Regions from separate parts of the Mus musculus genome. Here region 1 is linked to region 2. A link is a contact called in public Hi-C data. All regions are on one chromosome and are shown on one strand. Each heading gives the region's core, a stretch centred on a gene start, on an enhancer-like site or on the middle of the called end of the contact. The rest is flanking DNA. Distances are from core to core; before and after follow the strand shown.

Region 1 (3,102 bases), core at 284-2,783, 150 kb before region 2:
GCGTGGCGACGGCCAATTCCTGCAGACCGGGCAGCACTTCCCGGGTGAGCTTTGTCAGGAGCTTTCTGGAGCAGCTGGGTGGAGGTGATCCAGTGGCGAGCCAGGAAAAGCCAGCCCACCCACACCTCCTGTTGAAGCCAGCAGCGCTGTAGGGGGCCATTTATGCTATTTTCTATAAAGAAGGGGTTACAGCATATTCGCCAGAATCAGGAAGAATCCCTGAGCCTTCTCTGTTCTTGTTTGCATGAGTGGGTGTTGTGGGTGGAGCTGTGAAGGGAGCCAGTGGGTGGCTGTTGCGGAGGTGGAGTCGGCACTACTGGTTTCAAGATTGATCAGAAAAACAAACAAAGGCAAGTATTCTCTGAGAAAAGTAAAAAAGTCCCAACTCGTGATCAGAGGCCATCTCATTTAATAACTACAGTCTCTTTTCCATATCTGTATAAGTCCAAGAAGCAGGCCAACCCCCAACCCCAAGGGCTTACACCTGCCCAGTAGAGCAAGTAGATTCTGGCTGGGTCTGGGCAGGTCTTGGCAGCTTGCGCCGGCCCCTGCCCTGGATCTGGGCTTCTTACTCCAACATGAGGAGACTATGATGAGTCTATACTAAAAGTAACATCTGTGCCTGTAATTTTTAATGATAAGGGTGATGGAACAACACGCAACAATAAAACTCATGAAACAGAAAGTGTTTTTCCTTTAGTCATTTTATGTCAGGAAATTACTCCACCACTACGTTACACCTTCCATGCCGAGAAACAAATGTAGTTACCTTAACTCCACAGCGCTGCATGCTTTAGTTTTATAGTTGGGTGTTCCTCATCTTGAAGAAGTAATCAGGATGAGACTAATTCTGGAAAGCCATCAAGTGGCCAGGCACATCATACACCTGCCACGTCGTTGATGGATGGTTAAGGCATAAGGGTCTCAAGTCAGAGGTCTGCTGTCCTTCCACATACACATTTCTATGTTAAAGCCCTAACTCCAATTATTCAAAAATGAGGGTGTATATGGAGGCAAGGCCTTTGAAAGAGGTGATGTTAATAGAGTCATTTTGGGTGGGCCATGATCTGCCATCTCTGGCAAGTTTATAAAGGAGCATGGGACAGACACAGAAGGAAAAGTCATGGAAAGACACAAGAAGACAGACATCTGCAACCATGAACACTCTGACCTTGGATTCCCAGCCTTTCAGAACTGTAGGATATAAACTTCAATGTGTCTCTGGCACTTGGTTATGACAACCCTATAAAGCCAGGACAGGGAGATAGGGTGGCTTTATTGGTAAACCTCACTAGACAACCACTGACCATGGAAGTGTAGTGTGTAACTCCACCTCTTGCATCTAGTAATACCCAGAAACACACACACACACACACACACAATGTTCATGATCACCATGTTTTAATGGGCATAAATGTATTAAACTGTAATGTGAATGTGTTTTGCAACCATTTTTTAAAGTCCTTTAACAGAACTAGGGTTTTGAAGAATAACCACATCCTCTCCCTCAGCACTGTCTCCCTTCCGGCCAGCCGGTCGCTTAAGATGTTGTGTGAGCATGCTGGGGACACGTGGCTGAGTGGAACTGCTGCCTCCCACCCACCCCTGGAGATCTTCCTGAAAAGAGAAGACGAGATGACAGCCTCTCCACTCTTCCAAAACGGAGTCAATTCTGCACCCTTCCTCCTCACCACAGCTGCTCCAGGGAAGCTGTAAGAGGAAGCCAGTCCCTGGGGATCAGACCTCTAATGGCCCCTTTCCAGGACAAGTAAGCCACTGTCACCCCTCCCCCCACCCCCATTCACCTGTGCTCCTGGGGAGGCCAGCTGCCCAGTGGCACTAGTGTTTGCTTTGGATTTAGAACAACAGCTTCCCCTGTCAGCCCTGGGGGAAGCGGCAGGTGTTCTTATATGTCAGTGGAGCCAGTCTTAAACAACAACAAAGAGAACGCAGAAAGCCAAGCAGTTGGACATTAGAGGAAAGGCTCACAAGGCCCCTCACCAAGAGATGAGAAAGTTTAAAAAAAAAATCCATTTTTCCTTATTCTCCTCAAAAGGAAGTAGAAACTCAAGGAGCATGGCCACTTGCAGACAAAACTGGGAGAAGGAGTCTCTGCCAACTGCAGCCCAGTACCAAGGACAGCTTGGAGGGCTGGGGAGTAACGATGATCAATCAGTAAGAACAAGGGCAGGCTCCATAGCGCCAACTGCCTGTTGAACGCATGGGATTCTGGCCTACTAAGGAGCATGGCACCTCACATGCTTGCTGTTCATTAAAGTCAGCAACTGTAATGAACACCAGCACTTTTTGCTGTGGTTAAAACCTAGTTTCAGCTTTTGCCTCGGTTTGTCCCCTTTCTCCTGGGGACTCTCATGACCACTGTCACCTCCTTTCATTAGAATTAGCACTTCCTGTGCGTTATTACTGAGATCAGCAGAACCCAGAGCTAGGAACAGTCACCTAGCCCCACCCACCGCGCTTCATCAGGCTTCCCCAGAGAGTAAAAAGCTAAGCTTCCCTCCCGCCTAGCCTCTACACTAGAGCTGAGGAAAGGAAGTGGGTGACTGGAGAACCAAACATCAAAGCCATCTGAGACTAGAGCGGTAGAGTAATTCAGAGATTGTAACAACTGCTGTTTTAGAAGGCAAGCATCTATCTTTGGGTACACCTTTCCATGCAACTTCTCGCCTGGTCCATCAGGTTCTATCACTGATGCCTTCACCCAAAAGATGTTCTCCCTGGCCTCCAGACTTTCCTCAGTGTAACTCCTGTAGTTAAGAAGCCTTTCTTGGTCGCAGAGTCTAAAAATAGCAGCGCAAATTCTGCAGTGCTTTGGTTTTCACTTGGGCACTTTACACTTTACACAGGTCCCTTACTGCCTTGCAAACTAGACTATGTCATCTTCACGGCTACATTTTCTCCATCAGTATCCTCAGAAACCCCTGAGGACCTCAGCATCTTGTGATGCCCATGCCTATTGTATAAACTGATGTAGTATTTGCACATAGCCTGCATGTGACACATCCTCTCCTATGCTTTAAACTACAGCATCTTGAACTGTGGACTTTGGCCTTTACAGTGTCACTGGCTTAGTTAGATTTT
Region 2 (3,393 bases), core at 480-2,979:
TCTTAATTAAAGAACTCAGAACAAAATTTGTGATCTATGTCATGTTCTCATTTGCATAAAACCCAACTAACTTAGAACTCAGATGGCTGGCTGATTAGCTAACTGTGAGGGCAGAGGTACACATGTATCTTCAACAGGCACACATTTTACATCAATGATATCTATTTTTATGAGATAAAAGTACTAAAGCTTTAATGGTGGCAATTAAAAGAGCCCAGAGTTTGAGTAGCTGGATGGCTGAGTCACAGACCTTTTACCTATAATGGGTCCCATTATATCTCCGAGCTCAGTTTGAGGGAGTAAAAGAGGAACAGATTTTTAAATACAGTTATAAAACAGCAGTACCCTTTGAGTCAAGCTGCTAGAGTTTAAACAGCTGTGTAAGTCAGCGTGGTCTTAGGACCAGCATCCACTCAGCAACACCCTTGGCTTCACTGAGATACTGTCCACCTGAAAATATTTAGCACTGAGTAATCTATTTCTGTTACCTTCACTACTGTGTCGAAAATATAGTATTTCAGGTGACTTCCGATCAGATATTTTCACTTTGCCTAAAGTACCAACACCTGTATTCTAACATTCTCATTTAAAATATAATTTAAGAGAAAAAGGAAAAGAAGACTGATATTCCCATTCAGAGGGGTTTTAAGCAATATTTATGTATCGGTATTGCTACACAATCTTCTCAAGGTCGTTTGGCACTGTTGGGTTAGAGTTATCAAAATAAGCACCAGTAAGATGGGCTGTGAGGAGTACAGGTAATTTCAGAGGAAGTACTAGTGAAGTTTCTCAAACAAACAAAAACAAAATTAATCTGAAGATCTATGAAGACTAGATTAAAATATTCCAGAACTGGAAACCTAAGTGAAACCTTCCAGTAATATGTATTTTTTTCCACTACAAAAGCAAAGCTTGGATGAGAGGAGCCACGGGAAGAGATATCCAATTACAGTATATACTTCTATGAGAAGTCACACGTAACACTAGGCCGTGGACAGTGACGAACTCAAAGGTGCAGAAGGAAAACTCTGAGAGGCCCCCACCGGGCCTCCAGTCCTCCCACGATATGTATAAAATGGTGCCCATTATGCCCAGAATAGTAAGGCTTAGGTAGACAAAATCCACACAGGTTGTGAACTGAGAAGTCTTACACCCTAATGACTAATCCTCAGACAGGAGGAGAAGCAGAAGGCACTGAAGGCCCGAGGCTGCCCAGCCTCAACCCCAGCAGAAGACCAGATGCGGTCAGGAGACTGGAGGTGGAGAAGGTTCACTGGGAAAAGCTCTAGTGAGACCTTGGAGGCTGGACACTGGCCTTGGGACATTGTGACCAGGAAGCCTCCAGGCTCCCAAATTCTTCCCAGCACACACAGAAGAGCCAGGGGCATGCAGCAGAACCAGGAGTCAGGGGCCAGGGCACAGCAGCACTGATGAGCACCGGCAGGTGCCCAGAGCCTTGGAAGCCTTCAGCACAGCCAAGGCTATCCCTATTCTGGCCACTTTGACAGAGGACCCTTGCAGCAACTCTGTAAAGTAATGGTTTAGAAGTCTGCCTTGGGGAGTATCCACCAACCTCCTCCTTCGTGTGCCTCCTGTATGGCCAGTCCTCCCCATCTGCACAGCCTTCTGCCCCGTGTCGTGCGCTAACTATTTCAGGTATTTACTGAGCCTCTTGACACATCTTCCTCCCACTCTCACCCGCTTCTCTCTTCCCCTGTAGAGAAGAGTCCTTGAAAGAGCAACGACATTTGCTGTCTTCACTTCCTCTCCTCCAGTGCTCTTCAGTCTGCTCTAACCACATTAATATTCCACAGCGCCTCTCTCTCTCTCTCTCTCTCTTTCTCTCTCTCTCTCTCTTGCCAAGGTGACCCCACCCCCACTGGCTGGCTCCTCAGCTCACCTGACCTACCAGCAACAGCCCACACAGCTGCTCACTCTGGCTGCCTCTTTCAAGCCGGCCAGGATGGCCCTTTCCCCTCCTTCCTTACACTTTCTGCCTGGCTTATCTTCCCCACCTGTCACTTCTGCGGTGCGCCAGTCTCATCTCTACCATGTTTCCAAGTCCGCATACTACCTCTAGCCTGGTGCTTTGCAAAGTCCTGCCTCCAGCTCAGACCTCTACCCTAAGCTGTGGGCCCCTCTCTCCAACAGTCCTGCCCAATATCCACTCTGACATGGCCACAGTCATCTGAGAGAGGGGAGGAAAAACTTCCTGGTTCTCTATCCACCTCCAGGACCCAGAATTGTCATCTGGTTCTTATTGTAATATTTTCCCAACAGTTCTATAGATTTGAAATTTGTAAAACTCCAAGCGAGGGACTGCACTGATCCATTTTCTTAGCTGGATCCTCTCACCCGCATGGCTCCCCTCATTCATGCTGTCTAGAATTTGTCTCTTTACTCTCTTAGGTTCTGACAGCACTCATGAGTCCATTCACCACAGGACAGAGCCAGGTGCTCAGTTCCCAGGAAGACTCCAGGCTGCCTGGTGACATCCCAGGATCTGCACACTAAAGTCACCTCCCTCAGCTAAACTGACTTCCACACCTGGGTTTCCTGACCCAATCAGAAATCTGCCTCCCTCCCTCTACCTGGCTCTGTCCATTACCAGTTAACACTTGCCTCCCCCAAGTCCTCCAGGTAACATGTCTCTTCCATGTTTCTGCAGTCCAGGCCGGGACAGAACTGCTTCTCATTCATCTCATGGTTTTGAAGCCCCGGGAGTCTTTCTGAATGGCCACTATCAGTGTAAATGGACTACACTTCTGCACAGTCCACCTAGGGCTCCCTGCCAGCTACACAAGTCAGAATCCCCCAGCACCAAGGATTAGGGCCTTGCCTGTGCTACGTTCCAGCTGGCCACCAGCCCCTTCACCCATGCACCACCATGGCAGTCACACCAAGGCACTTTGCTCTTTCCCAATCTAGAGCTTGGACAGATGGAAGCAGTCTCCAAATCCTCTCCATAAATCCACACTTGCTCTGCAACACTCAGTTCACTCACTCCACTCTCTTCATGGGGCCTTCCCTGATCTGTACGGGCAGGGCCAAGGCCCTCCCAAAGCCAAGGACCTCTCAGCATACCATACTGCCTGACTACTGACACCTTCTGGTTCTCTGCTCTCTGAAGGATAGGAGGATGGACAGGAGCATGGAACACAGATGCACTCCTTAGGCTGAGTGCTGCAAAGAACATCAAGTCTCACCACACCCTCAGGTGTGAGCACAGATGTCCGCTCTCAACCCTCAGTCTGGGTCCAGCAACATCTCACATGCTCTCTGTGCCTCTGGTACCCAGCCCAGGGAAGTAAACGTTTAGTTGAGCAAAAAGATTCTTTTTTGCTTGTTTGTTTTGGTTTTGGTTTTTTTGGTTTTTTCGAGACAGGGTTTCTC

The links. Hi-C and Micro-C count contacts between places; a contact is called where the count stands out from the background.
Region 1: a contact with region 2 is called in a Hi-C map of centrocytes, with 1.8 times the contacts expected there. The contact joins two enhancer-like sites. A contact is called at or near these places in 3 of 484 Hi-C or Micro-C datasets (CD4 T cells, centrocytes and nephron progenitors) and 6 of 115 datasets of contacts at active chromatin or transcription factors (the 230-238 cell line, CD8 T cells, the HPC-7 cell line and 2 more).

The regions. Positions count from the first base shown.
Region 1 is chr4:8,926,167-8,929,268 of GRCm38.p6, reverse strand. No RefSeq gene overlaps it. Among named protein-coding and RNA genes, the nearest start is that of Gm46842, 17 kb to the right of the region's middle. Within about 2 kb of position 1,533, at least 119 of the 459 cell types and tissues checked have an H3K27ac peak or open chromatin away from gene starts, as enhancers often do. A contact at or near this core is called in the 230-238 cell line, CD8 T cells, centrocytes and 1 more, where this site is marked.
Region 2 is chr4:8,773,472-8,776,864 of GRCm38.p6, reverse strand. All of the region lies in intron 2 of Chd7 (chromodomain helicase DNA binding protein 7), which reads right to left. Among named protein-coding and RNA genes, the nearest start is that of Gm46841, 58 kb to the right of the region's middle. Within about 2 kb of position 1,729, at least 88 of the 459 cell types and tissues checked have an H3K27ac peak or open chromatin away from gene starts, as enhancers often do. A contact at or near this core is called in the 230-238 cell line, CD8 T cells, centrocytes and 1 more, where this site is marked.